2 separate regions of the Sus scrofa genome follow, and region 2 is linked to region 1. The links are chromatin contacts, called in public promoter capture Hi-C maps. All regions are on one chromosome and are shown on one strand. Each heading gives the region's core, a stretch centred on a gene start, on an enhancer-like site or on the middle of the called end of the contact. The rest is flanking DNA. Distances are from core to core; before and after follow the strand shown. Region 1 holds the start of SNAPC2 (snRNA-activating protein complex subunit 2). Region 2 holds the start of GTF2F1 (general transcription factor IIF subunit 1).

What was found. Promoter capture Hi-C pulls out the DNA fragments that hold promoters and counts their contacts.
Region 2: a promoter capture Hi-C map of liver shows a contact between it and region 1, with 5 times the contacts expected there. The contact joins the promoter of GTF2F1 here to the promoter of SNAPC2 in region 1. A contact is called at or near these places in 1 of 5 promoter capture datasets (liver) and 1 of 47 Hi-C or Micro-C datasets (embryonic fibroblasts).

Annotation. Positions count from the first base shown.
Region 1 is chr2:71,292,126-71,298,998 of Sscrofa11.1, reverse strand. It overlaps SNAPC2 (snRNA-activating protein complex subunit 2), which reads left to right and starts at 4,491. Exons shown (of 5, transcript XM_003123198.4): 1 at 4,491-5,325; 2 at 5,945-6,064; 3 at 6,225-6,293; 4 at 6,549-6,840. The coding sequence starts at 5,143. It overlaps TGFBR3L (transforming growth factor-beta receptor type 3-like protein), which reads left to right and starts at 827. Exons shown (of 7, transcript XM_021083896.1): 1 at 827-1,163; 2 at 1,897-2,033; 3 at 2,111-2,419; 4 at 2,758-2,884; 5 at 2,987-3,145; 6 at 3,346-3,418; 7 at 3,631-4,039. The coding sequence starts at 950. The coding sequence ends at 3,401. It overlaps LOC110259350 (a long non-coding RNA gene), which reads right to left and starts at 4,048. Exons shown (of 2, transcript XR_002341675.1): 1 at 3,908-4,048; 2 at 3,511-3,728.
Region 2 is chr2:72,683,984-72,690,666 of Sscrofa11.1, reverse strand. GTF2F1 (general transcription factor IIF subunit 1) reads right to left here and starts at 3,055. Exons shown (of 12, transcript XR_301807.3): 1 at 2,648-3,055; 2 at 2,517-2,563; 3 at 1,698-1,770; 4 at 1.

The sequences.
Region 1 (6,873 bases), core at 3,242-5,741:
AAAGGTGAGGAACCTCGCTGGTTGTAGCTGAAGCAATCTAGACTAGGCATCACTGGACCCTCCATTTGTCCCATGACTCGAGTTACTACTAGGATAGTCACAAATGCCGCATGTTTAAAAAGTACTCGCAGTCATCTTCTCTCTGCCCCTGCGCCGCCCCCCCCCCCGGGGGGGGTGGCCACCTTCTCTCTCTCTCCAGTCCCTTTTGTGAGGGGAGGGGGCAGGGTGAGGGGCCAACAGGCCTGGCCCCTGCTCTCCCTTGCCAGGCCAGGCCCAGCCCCGGGGGCCTTTGTGGATGGCTGGGAAGGTCGCGTGGCTGGCCCCAGGGCCTGCGCAGGCCCAAGGCCAGCTGCCTGGGTTTATTTTTTATTTAACTTGATTTTCTGTTTTGTGTGTGTCCACCCGTCCCCCCGCCCCCACCCTTCAGTGTTAAGTGGGAGCCTCTCCCCACCTGCCTCTCCCATGTCCCACCCCTACCCCAAGTCACCAGTCACCAGCCATCCCTCTGGACCAGGCAGAGGGCAGAGCGGGCAGTAAGGGGCCTGGCGTGGCCTGGCCCAGCCCACAGGTCCATGACCCCTTCTCAGGCCACCAGTATTGCCCCCATTCCTTTTTAAAATGAAATGCCCTTGTTTGTAAATCCTTAGATGCTTGAGAATAAAATCCCTCCCTTTTCATCCACTGAGTCTGTGGTGTGTCTTGAGCCTGGCAAGACCTGGCAGTGGGAAGGGATTGTGAGCCTTGACCTTGGGTGTGGGGTCTGGGGGAGTGGGCCATTCCGGTGGATGAGGCCTCTGCATCAAGGGGAGATGGGGGGAGCTGCTGGGGGACTGGTGTTTGTAGTGACTTGCCCCATTGCCGGTGTGAGAAACCTCCCCCTACCTAACCGGACAGCCACAGGTCCGGCAGGATAGCCCTTAATCCCAGTAGGCCTTGGGCACCAGCTCTGATGTCGGCCCAGCAGCCTGCCGCCCCCACTCCCCGCCTCCCAAAGAGGCCACCCAGCGAAGGACAGGCAGGGCCTGGGTGCTGCCTGACAGGCACCTCTGCCGCCAGCCCTGCATGCCCTTGCCTCAGTCCAGCATGCTGCGCGCCATGCTCCTGCTGTTGGCCCTGCTCCCAGGGACAGCCACCTTGCCCAGCGAGCCACCTGGTATGTACAGGTGAGGGGACATGCCCCGGCACAGCCCTGTTCCTGTGTTGCCCTTTTACTGTGTCACCTCTTGGAGGTCCACCCCACCTGGGGGAGCAGGGATGGGTGGGAGGTAGGGTCTGCCCCATCCCCCGTTTTCCAGGTTCTCTTGGATCCCCAGCTTCTTCAAAGTCCCCAGCAGCCACAGTGAGGCCAAGGGCTGCAGGAGGGGAGCAGTCTGTCGAATGCTGGAGGACATCATCTGACAGAGACCCCAGCAGAGTGCCACTGCCCTTGGCCTGGGGATGAGGAACCTGGTGGCAGAGGTTGGGGGGAGAGCGCCTTGCTGTTCTCCCCTCCCCTTAGAAAGGAAAGAATGGGGCCTGCACCCTACCCCCAGGTGGGCCCTGAATCCTCTGGCCTCAAGCAAGGGGACCCTCCACCAACAAGCAACCCTCACTCCCTTCCCCACCAGGGGTTCCTTCTCGCTCACTGCAGGTGGGGAAATGGAGGTCTCCCCTAGAAAGCGCAGCTTTTCCCCAGGTTCAGGGGCTGGGCTGTGAAGTCCCCAGGGTCTTCAGAGGATACAGAAGCTTTTCGGCTGGCGGTGCGAGGCGCCAAGCCGAGCATGGGTGAATCCTCCACCGCGCCTGCATCCAGTTTCCAAAGAAGGAGGTGGAGGCGAGGAGGTTGGCTTACTCGCAGGGGGGCCTAAGAGGAAGCGCGTTCTTTCCCTCTTCTGTGCCACCCTTTCCCCCCGCCAGCGCCCCCGTTTCCCGCGGCACCTGGGCCCTGGCTGCGCCGACCCCTCTTCAGTCTGGAGCTGTCGGACGCGGAGGACGCCTTCCTGCGCCGCGCTGGGCCGCTCGAGGTCCCGGCCAACAGCCGCGTGTATGTGCAGGTGCGGACGCGGGACACACCGAGGCCGGGTGGGGGCCGGTGGGGGCTGCCGATCCTCACCGCGACCCCGCCCTTCAGGCCGCCCTGGCACGTCCCTCCCCGCGCTGGGGCCTGACCCTGCACCGCTGCTCAGTGACTCCGTCCTCACGCCCGGCCCCGGGCCCCGCCTTGGCGCTGCTGCGCGGGGGCTGCCCAGCCGATTCCTCCGTCACCTTCCCGCCACCGCGGCGGTTCCCGGGTGCCGCCCGCCCCGCGCGCTTCAGTTTCCGCCTGCGCCCGGTCTTCAACGCCTCTGTGCAGTTCCTGCACTGTCAGCTGAGCCGCTGCCGCCGCCTCCGGGAAGCCCGCCGGACGCCTGCCCCTCTGACGTTGCCGCCTCCGTCGCCGGTGCGCGGGGGCAGGGCCGGCAGTCTGGGTGCCCAGGCCTGTCCGGGCTGGACACAAGCGCCTCTGGCATCTGAGAAGACTCTTAGGGTCTGGGGATCTGGGAGACTGGGGGCTTTGGGACCGGGGGGGCAGGGGTACTTCAAAACTGGGAGTAGACACTGGGTCTCAGGCTAGGGTTGGGCACAGGGACGCCCGAAGGGGCGGGATTTCCGAGGGTCTAGTGGTGCGACTCGTGGTTGGAACAGAGTGCTGGACGCTTAGATCTTTTGGGAGCCCTGGGGACCAGCCCCTCGAGCCGGGGCCCTGACGCCCCCGTTTCTTGCCTCCTCTCCTCCTAGTGTCTGCCTCAGGATGAGGCGTGCGCGGGCGCCGGCAGTGGCAGCGCTGAGAGTCTGGGTGCTGACGGCTCCCACCTGCACACGCTGACGCAGCCCATCGTGGTCACTGTGCCGCGGCTGCCCCCCAGTGAGCGTGCAGTAGTCCTGCGCGGGGGTCCCTGAGGTCGGGAACTGGGGTGGGGAGGACATCCGAGGCCTAAACCCAGTCTCAGCACTGTACTCCTCACAGGGCCACCCAAGGGCGTCCCCGGCAGAGAGGCGCGCCCCGAGCCTCCCGCGCCAGCTCCAGGAGCCCTGGAGCCCGCGCCGGTGGTGGCACTTGTGTTGGCCGCCTTCGTGCTGGGCGCCGCTCTGGCTGCCGGGCTCGGCCTCGTCTGCGCGCACTCAGGTACCAGCCTCCGCCCCGACCCCCGACCCCCCCAGGATCTCTACCTGGCCCCCAGCCTATTCTGGCGCGTCCTGTCCCCAGGTCGCTTTGATCCCAGCCTGCAAGGGCCTGACCATGCCTCCGCTACGCCCGCAGAATCCCCCAGGGGGCGCCCTTGCCCAGGCCCTTACCCAACCCCTCAGCTTGTCTTTCCTCTCCAGCGCCCCCACCCCCTGGCCCGCCTCCAAGAACCTCGCCGGGCGGCCCCCAGCCCTGAAGGCCCCAGTAAGGCAGGTAAGAGTTGGGGGCAGAGATGAGGGGGAATGTCAAGTGGGGCCGGTAGGACAGCTGGAGGAGGGAGGTGATAATGACTCTTATACAGCGCGTTCTCTCTGCCAGGCAGAATTCCAAGTTTTTTACGCATGTTAATCCCTGTAACATGGTAGATACTTTTATACTCCCCATAATGGAGATACGAAAAATGAGGCACTCTCTGACTTGCCAAGGTCACAAAATTTGGTGAAGATGAGATTTGAACTCGGTGGCCCGCGGCGGATTGCAGGCTCAGCGTCGCAGGAAAGGACCTCAACATCTCAGGCAGGCACTAGGCAAAGAAATTTGGGTTTCAGACCTAGCACTCACCCTCACCCCAGCACACAGACTGATGGGGCGGCCAATGATCGGCTGGAAAGGGGGTGACCCGCCTCTGTGTCCTACTCCCCGCTCAACCCGAGTCGCCCTTCCCCAGAGATGGCGCGCCCCCAACAGGGTCCGGAGACATACCAACCACGGCCTCAGACCACGCCCGCCAGGACTTCGGATTCGAAGGGACCACAATCCCTGCGCCCCGCCTCCTCTCGTTCCTCCTCCCATCCTCCCACCTGGATTCAAAATAAACACGTGGCCTGAACTGCAGAGTTCTGAAGTTGGCGTAGGCGCTTAGCTCGTGGGTGGGGAATCAGGGTTGGGAGAGGTCCAGACTGGAGGGGTGGGGCTTTGGGGCGGAGCTCAAACGCATACAAATACGTGCCAGAGGAGACCCAAGGGCATTTTGTTCCATATAAAAGAAAGGATACCCAACCCTAGCAGCTTAAATTTTATTTTAATTATTTATTTTGCTTTTTAGGGTCGCACCCGGGGCATATGGAAGTTCCCAGGCTAGGGGTCGAATCGGAGCTGTAGCTGCCTGCCTACTCCACAGCCACAGCAACGGGGAAACCAAGCCGTGTCTGCGACCTACACCATAGCTCACAGCAAATGCCAGATCCGCGAATCACTGAGCGAGGCCAGGGATCCAACCCGCATCCTCAAGGATACTAGTCGGATTCATTTCCGCTGCGCCACAACGGGAACTCCCTTAAATTTTAAATAAGCCTCCTCTCCTTCCTCCACCCCTACACCGGCCCACCTGCCTTCTCAAAGAGGGAACTTATTCGCGCTCCACTCCCACCGCCCAGATCCTGCCGTCGCTTAAGCCACAAGCTCAGGTCTACCCCAGCCCCCTCTCCCTCTAGCCTAAAGGTCCTCAAATCCCTCCTGCCAGAGCTCCTTCCTCCCCGCACAGAAGGGCAGGACTATTAACTCCATTTTACGGTTGAGGAAATTGAGGCTAGGCACGGCCAAGTCACTTGCTCACCAGTCGGGGCTAGCCGACCCCACAACCCAGGCTCTTGGCTACGACTGGATAGTTGCTTTCTGGCCAGGGCCCACCCCTCTGCGAGTTTCCCAAGACTTAGTCCTGGACTGGAGAGAAGGCACGAGATCTAAGGTGTCGGCTCCAGTTCACAAAAGAGATAGAATGCGTGTGTGTGTGTGGGGGGGTCTTTTCCGCTCCCGCCTCAGATACCACTCCTTCCATTTTTTCCCAGGATGGCAGTTCGCTTCCGATTGCAAACGCAGAGCCACGCCCCCGTCCCTTTCTGCCTCCGCGCGGGCCTTTTTGGCTCCACCGGCCGCCGTAACCCCGCCCACCACGGAAACGGCTCAGCTGCAACACCGCCCTCCCGCGCCGCACCGGCATGAAGCCTCCTCAGCGGCGGCGAGCCGCCCCAGCGCGCTATCTGGGAGAGGTGACCCGGCCCGCGGCCTGGAGCGCCCGCGAGAAGCGGCAGCTTTTACGACTGCTGCAGGCGCGACGGGGCCAGCCGGAGCCGGACGCCGCCGAGCTGGCCCGGGAACTGTCGGGCAGAAGTGATGCGGAGGTAAGAGGGGTCCGGAGACGGGAGCGAGGCTGGAGGCGGGACTAGGATGCGTCCAGGACTGGCGGCGGGGCGGGTCCTGGTAGTGGGCGGGTGGAGGGTGAGGCTTAGGGCGGGGGCGAGGCTGAGGAACCGGAAGAACGCTGGAGGAGGCGGGACTGGTGCGAGGCTAGGCAGTGTGTCCCTGCGAGAAGCTGAGGGCGGGGTGGGGGCGGGGCATGGCGCGTCTTGGGGCGGGGCTAGGAGGAGGCAGTGCCCTGGAAGGCTGAGGGGGCGGGGCGAACTCTGAGTAAGACCCGGTCTCCGCCCGGGACTGGAAGGAAATTGCAGCCAGCACCTGGGCGGGAATGAGGTTGAAATGAGTCGGGGAATGGGGCAGAGTGGACGAAGTTGGGAGGTGACTAGGGTAGTACTTAGCACGGGCTTGGGCCCTGCCAAAGGGAGGAGCCAGAACTGGCCTTGCATCTTTGTCAGGTAACGGATCACACCTGGGGCCTTGGCCCGAGACCCTTAAGGGTCACTGTGACTCAACCCCGGGCTAGCGGGAGGCCAGAGAGTAGGCAGTGGACTGCTTAAGCCCTGGACTTAAAATCCATTTGGTCTCCTCCTCTCACTTCTCCAGGTCCAGGACTTTCTGCGGCAGCTCAAGCGCCGAGTGGCCCGGGAAGCCATTCAGAGGATGTATCCTGGTGGCCCACAAGGTCTAAGACGCCAGGAAGCACAGCCCCCAGCCCCCATCGAGGTGAGGCAGGGTCAGGCTCCCCAGAGCCAGCTCCTGGGGAATGAGGTGGGGTTGGGGGAGGGATAAGCTGTTCAGGGGAGCCCCAGGAGGAGTAAGGCTTGGGGAACTCCTGAGGGTGGATCCCTAGGCTGACCGTGTACCTTCTGGTTGCTCCACCCAGGTATGGATGGATCTGGCTGAAAAGGTAACAGGCCCGCTGGAAGAATCCCTGACTGTGGCTTTCTCACAGGTACTGCCATTCCCCAGGCAGGATATGGGGGTCCCTGGGGGGGACAGGATCATATATATGAGTCTAATTAAGCTGGATCTGGGTCCCTTCCTCTTGCCACCCTAGCTTCAGTGTCTCCACTTCTGAGGCCATCTCCACCCTGTTCTTGGGGTGGCAGGGAGGATTTGGAGGTGGAAGGCATAGTCTCCTGAATGGCAGGGGAGTGGCCCATGAGAAGACCTCTGTCTTTCCCTCCCTGATCTCTCTACCTGCCAGGTGCTCACCATTGCAGCCACGGAGCCCATCAGCCTCCTGCACTCCAAGCCCCCCAAGCCCACCCAGGCTCGAGGAAAGCAACTGCTCCTCAGTGCTCCTGGAGGGCAGGAGGACAAGGGCCCTGAGGCTCCTGGCCCTGCCCCCAAGGTGCAAGGTCCTGCCCCTGAGGCATCTTCTGAGTCCCTGGCTGGTCCATCTGCTGAGGGAGAGTTTTCTGTGGACTTTGAGAAGATCTACAAGTACCTGTCATCCATCTCCCGCAGCTGCCACGGCCCAGAGCTTTCTGCAGCTGGTGAGAAGGGAGGGCCGGTGGCTCTGGGGGTGG
Region 2 (6,683 bases), core at 1,806-4,305, 1.4 Mb before region 1:
CCTGAGGGATCAGGGAGCAACACCTCTCATGAGGGAGCCTGCCCTCGCCCCCCTCTGCCCCTGCCAACGACACCCCTTCCTCCCTTCCAAGTTGAGAAGTGGCCATTCAGAGCTGATTTCTGGCTTGGCCAAAAGGTGCTCAGTGACTGTGGGTAAAGGGATCTAGGTTAAGCCCTGTACTATGTCTCTTTTTTGCAGCTTTTTGAAAGTTTGAAGTCATTTCGTAATGTAAAGTTTAAAAAAAAAAAAAAAAAAAAAAAAAGGAAAGAGGAGTTTCTGCTATGGAGCTGTGGGATCCATGCTGTTTCTGCAGCACCAGTACACAGGTTCACCAGAACAGTGAGTTAAGGATCCAGCGTTGCCACAGCTGCACACTGCGGCTGGGATTTGATCCCTGACCAGGGAACTCCATGTGCCATGAGGCAGCAAAAAAGAAAGTAAGAAAAAGAATTTTTAAAAAGAAAAGTCAGAATCCAGCCACTTCTCATAAGCTGTTTGCTCCAAGCCCCATCAAGGCTCACCTCCCCCTGTTCTCCCCTGTTCTCCTTTCACCTGCCTTTGACCCTTCAGTGGCCAGTTCACTTTACAATTTCTCTGTTTAACCTTTAATGGCTGCTGTTATGGATGGATGTCTGCGTCCCCCCAAGATGCATATGTTAAAACCTAATTTCCAGTGTGATGATATTTAGGACGGGTCCTGCCAGTGATTAGGTTATGAGGTTGGAGCCTTATGAATGGGATGAGCGCCCTTAAAAAGGATCCCAGGAGTTCCTGTCATGGTGCAGTGGAAACAAATCTGACTAGGAACCATGATGTTGCGGGTTTGATCCCTGGCTTCACTCAATGGGTTAAGGATCCGGCGTTGCCATGAGCTGTGGTGTAGGTTGCAGACATGGCTCGGTTCTGGCATTGCTGTGGCTGTGGTTCTGGTGTAGGCTGGTGGCTACAGTTCTGATTTGACCCTTAGCCTGGGAACCTCCATATGCCGTGGTTGCGGCCCTAAAAAGACCAAAAAAAAAAAAAAAAAAAAAAGGACCCCAGAGGAGTTCCCTTGTGGTGCAGCAGGTTAAGGATCTAGCGTTGTCACTGCAGTGGCACAGGTCACTGCTGGTGCTCGGGTTTGATCTTTGGCCTGACAAATTCTGCATGCCACGGAAAAAAAAAAAAAAAAAAAAAGGATCCCAGAGAGCTCCTTCCCCCTTCTACCAAGCAAGGACACAGTGAAATGAGCCAGGTGTGAACCAGGAAGCAGAGCCCCACCAGACACCAAACCTATTGGTCCCTTATCTTAGACTTCTAGCCTCCAGAACTGTGAGAAATAAATTTCTACTGTTGAGAAACCACAGTCTCTGGTATTCTGCTATAGCCTCCTGAATGAGCTAAGACAGCTCCCAAAGCCCTTGCTAGAGCCTCTGACAATGGGGGCTCTTAGAGCATCTGTAGGAGGCAGCCCCCTCCCTTGCCCAGATAAATCCAGGCCCAAGATGCCCACTGGTAGGCACAGCTCCTTTCAGGAGAAAACCTCCTGCATTTACCCCTCAGGCATGCTCAGCAACTTGGCCTCGGCCTTAGTCATCACTTATCTCCATGGTGAAGAGCTGAGGAAGCTAAGCCTTGGTTACTATCACAACTAAACAACTATAACAACCACAAAGTCCATGATTGGGTTCTCTCACCCCCTCCGAACCTCAACATACCTGATTCCAAGTAGCAAGATTGACTTTATCAGCTGCATTGAAGGCCATGATATTATATTTTTTGGTGGTATTTCTGGAATGGACATGAAGAGGCAGTGCTCAGTCATTCATTCAGTAAACCCTCCCTGGCTCAGCCCTTTGTGTCAGGCAATGCTGGGGACCCATAAAAGACCTCAGAGGTTCCCAGTCTGTTGGCAAAGTGGGATCCATATTCTCAACTCCATTCAGAAAAACGGACAAAGATTTCTAGGAACCCAAGATCTGGCGCTAACTGGGAACTCAGCCCTAGGCAAGGGGGGTGAGGTGGCAGATAGGGAATATAGTGGAACTAGGATTTCCAGGATCAACAAGAATCCACCCAGCAGTCACAGTGGGCAGTGGCAGAGGGAATGCTAGGTAGGGGGGCTGCATCATACCGGCACTGTTTTTGTTTTGTTTTTTGCTTTTTAAAAGGGCCAAACCGGCCACATACAGAAGTTCCTAGGGTCTAAACGGAGCTGCAGCTGCCAGCCTACACCACAGCCACAGCAACACTGGATCCTTAAACCACTGAGTGAGGCCAGGGATTGAACCCGCATCCTCATGGATATTAGCTGGGTTTCTTACCTCTAAGCCACACGGAACTCCCCATACTGTGTATTAATAATGCACCCATTCGTTCATTCATTCACTCTCTTCAAAAAACAGTGATGCCCCAGACACCTCGGCTCAACCTCAGCCCTGCCCTTAGATTGCTACCGGTCTGGAAGGAGAATCAGGAGGTGCCTGAAGGCTTAGTCCCTTTTGGGAGGAGACGGGGAACTGGGGTCTGGGACTTACTTGGGAACTCGGACAACATATTCAGTGACATTCTGGCTGCAGGGGCCCTGAGGGGAGAGAAAGCAGTGCAGTGAGTGAGGGAGTATAAAGGCTGCAGCCAGGACCCCGGAAACCCCTCGCCTTACACTTACGAGGGCCGCCATGGGCGATGCGCAATGGTAGAAATCTGGTCGGATCCTCGTCCTTTTCGACTCCCCCGGGATGAGGGTCTCTAGGTCCCGCGGAAGCCGCCCTCGAGGTTTCGGCTCTCTGGTCCCTGATCGAGAACCCCGAGCCGCCAATCCTAGGAAAAACTATCCGGGGGTGGCGCTGGAACAGCGGTCAGCCTCTGAGGCCTCTCGTGCCACGTCTGCGCCTGCGCAGCCACTTAAACCGGAAGCGAAACTCTCCCGTGGGCCGCGTCACAGGCTCCGAATCTGACTTAAAAGCAACACCTACTACTGCTCCTGCACCAGCTGACTGCAATATATAGTGCGGATAACTCAATCACGCTGTATAGTAACACCCCGCTCGTGACGTCCCAATTAAGGACCGCGGGGCATCTTGGGAAGGGGTGGAGAAACAAGCCTTTTTCCTGGCCGCCCAGAAGCCTTGCGCATGCGCTACTCCACTCCGGAAGTGAGTCCGAGGAGGCCGCGTTACCATGGTGCCTGAGACCTCCTTCGCACGGAAACACTGCGGCTCCACCTGAGTCTCTTTGGTGTTCATTTTTTCCCTAAGCCCCAGGAGGGAAACCATAATCTCGTCAAGTGATCGGGCCAGGAGCCCTTGTGACGTTGGAACCGAGCCAGGAGGGGTCAAGGCCTGGGTGGGGATCACCCCACCGGCCGCTGGCGGAGTGGGTCTGTGCAAGTTCAAGCTGCACAGATGGCCAGGGCCCTGAGGCCCCAGAAGGGTAACATCGCGGAGGTGGCTGGCTAACTGGATGGAAGGGAAGGAGGCTATGGAGGGCAGGAGAGAGGTACGAGAGGTACGAGTACCCTCCCTGTCCAATTCCAGGTGTGCACACACCCCTCCCCCACCATGTAGTAACACAACTGCGCATGCTCGCATGCTCGGGACCAGCCATTCTTCCATCCACTTTCAGCACCTGCTGGCTGGGTTCTGGGCAGTTCATGGTGAATATGACAAACCATCTCCTGTCCTCTTGGAGGTTGTGGTGGATTATACAGTCTCGGAAAATGATACCTACAAGCCAGGAAGAACAGGGCTGCTACGGGGAAAGAGCAGGTGGCTCAGGGAGGAGGGACTTTTTTTTTCTTTTTGTCTTTTTCCAGGGCCGCACCCGCGGCATATGGAGGTTCCTAGGCTAGGGGTCCAATCGGAGCTGTAGCCGCCGGCCTACGCCACAGCCACAGCAACGCGGGATCCGAGCCGCATCTGTGACCTACACCACAGCTCATGGAAACACCGGATCCTTAACCCACTGAGCAAGGCCAGGGATCGAACCCGAAACCTCATGGTTCCTAGTTGGATTCGTTAACCACTGAGCCACGACGGGAACTCCAAGAGGGACGTTTTAAACTAGGAGTTGGCTAAGCAAAGACACCAAAACTGCACCATAAACTACAGCACTCCATGGGTGGGTCTGATAGTTATGGACTTTCATTTATTCCTTACCCAATACCATACGTCAGAAACCACACCAACTACTTAGAAATATAGAGACGGGGAGTTCCATCGTGGTGCACCAGAAACAAATCCGACTAGGAACCATGAGGTTGTGGGTTTGATCCCTGGCCTTGCTCAGTGGGTTAAGGATCTGGCGTTGCTGTGAGCTGTGGTGTAGGTCTCAGGCTCAGCTCAGATCTGACGTTGCTGTACCTGTAGCGTAGACCAGCAGCAGTAGCTCCGATTGGACCCCTTGCCTGGGAACCTCCACATGCCCCCGGTGCAACCCTAAAAAAAAAGAAAAGACAAGAAATATAGAGATGGGATGAGAAAGACAAATAGTCCTTGTCCTCATGGAGTATGGAATACAGCGATCTGGCTGGGGAGACAAGAGCAAGTAAACAGGCAAAATCATTACTGATCGGGGCATTGCTGGAGGGAATGGGATTCCAAGACTGGGAATAATGGAATGGGAGGCTCTTTAGACAGAGCATATAGAAGACCTGATGGGTGAGCTGTGACCTGAAGGAGGGACTTCCAGGGAGGGGGGAATGGGGAGGAACATCATGGGAGGAATGAGTTCCAGGGACAGAAGGGAGGCCACTGAGGCTGAAATACTGTAAAGGAAGGGGAAGATGGTATGGAATGACACTGGAGGGATGGGCCAGTCCTTGCCCCTCTGTGCATCTCAGTTTCCTCAACTGTAAAATGGGGTGATGGGGTTATTGTGATGCTTTCAAGAAGGTGCTGCATGCAAAGGGCCTGGCCTGTTCGGATTCACATCCTTATCCACACAACCCACAGCAACACTAATGCATGCCCTACCTGGATATGCCGCTAGATGTGGAAATGCACCTGTAGATGCCACCCTAGGGCAAAAACGAGTCCACCAGCATTTGTGTGTCCCATGTTGTCAAGCTGTGCCTACAATCACCTTGGTGCCTGTCGGCCCCTACCAGGCACCAACCCTACTCCCTCCTCCCTGGGCACCAGAGACATCCTCAAGTCCCCCCTGATCATCTTCATGGTGGCCCAGGCTGTAGCAAAGGGACACAGTGCAAGAACACGGCAACGAAGTATGGCTTCTGCCATATGGGGCTGGGCCAGCTGCTGGGGCAGGAGGCCCAACAGGGCACCGGATGGGGCCAGAAGATCCGAGACATCATGCTGCAGGGACTCCTGGTGCCCATGGTGAGAGCTCATGGGCACGAGGAGGTGGGGGGTTGGATTCGGGGAGGTAGGGGCAGAGAGATGAAGGGGGTGCATAGGGAGGAACTTCCCAGGAAGGCCGTGTGGAAGCCGAGAGGCCCTGCAGGCCATGGCCACTGGCTGCTGCTTTACTGCCCTGAGCCTCTGTGTCCTCAACTGTAAAATAGGAGAGCAGCTGGACCCACAGCAAAGGCCTATGCTGCAGGGCTGTGCTGCAGGTTGGATGACATCATTCCTATAAAGTGCCTGGCAGAGTGCCTGGCCCTTTAAGAAGCACCCACACTTGGCTAATATTTATTCCCTTTCAGACCCAGGGCATATGTATCAGTGGTCACCTCTGGCCCCCTTTCCTCCTGTAAAATGGAAGTTACTCCACTACCTCACAGTAGTGATGAGCAAATGAGCCCAGTTCTCAGAAGTGCTTCCCAGAGGCCCCACCACATTAGTGCAGACTCCGAATCTAGGGTGCCAGGCAGGCTGGCATTCCCCCCAAATTCACCAGAACTTGTCAAGGTGACCTCACAGGTGAGGGGCCCTGGGCCCTGAACACAGCCACCCCTTCTCTCCCCAGGGCGTCATCCTCTATATGATCAGTGACCACGTGCTGTCCTGTCCCAAGAGCTGGGGCTCCCCTCATTGACAGCTTTCCCTGGGGAACTGAAGCAGGCCAAGGAGTTTGAGTGCATTATGAGTGACCCCAAAGCATGCGAGGGCATGGGCCTCCTCCCCACCTGCAGTGGAGATCAGAAGAGGCAAGAGGAATTGAGACCAGGAAATGGAATTTGACATCCAGGAGATTGTTGGAAGCCTCTAGAACCTGGGTAAAGAGCTGGTGTGCTCTCCAAGGGCAGGGACAAAGTCATTTTAACATTTCCCTGCACTTTGTAGACAATTTGCCCACTGCTTGGTGGGTGGGTTTAGCATCACCGTAAAGCTGGAATATAGCTCTTCGTTCATCTGTTTATTTGAACTTCTGTCCCTGAAATAGCTCTTGAGGATGAGCTACATCCTTGGGACTATACCATAACACATGGGGTCCCTGCTCTTAGGGCTCGACAGACAGGCACCATCAACAAGTTCTGTTCAAAACAAAACAGGAGTTACCACTGTGGCACAACAGAAAAGGCGCATCTCTGCAAAGCTGTGATACAGATTCGATCCCCAGCCTAGCACAGTGGGTTAAGGATCCAGCATTGCCACAGCTGCTGTATAGGTCCCAACTGCAGCTCAGATCTGATCCCTGGCCTAGGAACTTCATATGCCATGGGGCAGTTGGGGGAACAAAAAGAAAGAAGAAAAAAAAAAAAAAAAACAGACGAGTTCCCATTGTGGCGCAGTGGAAAGGAA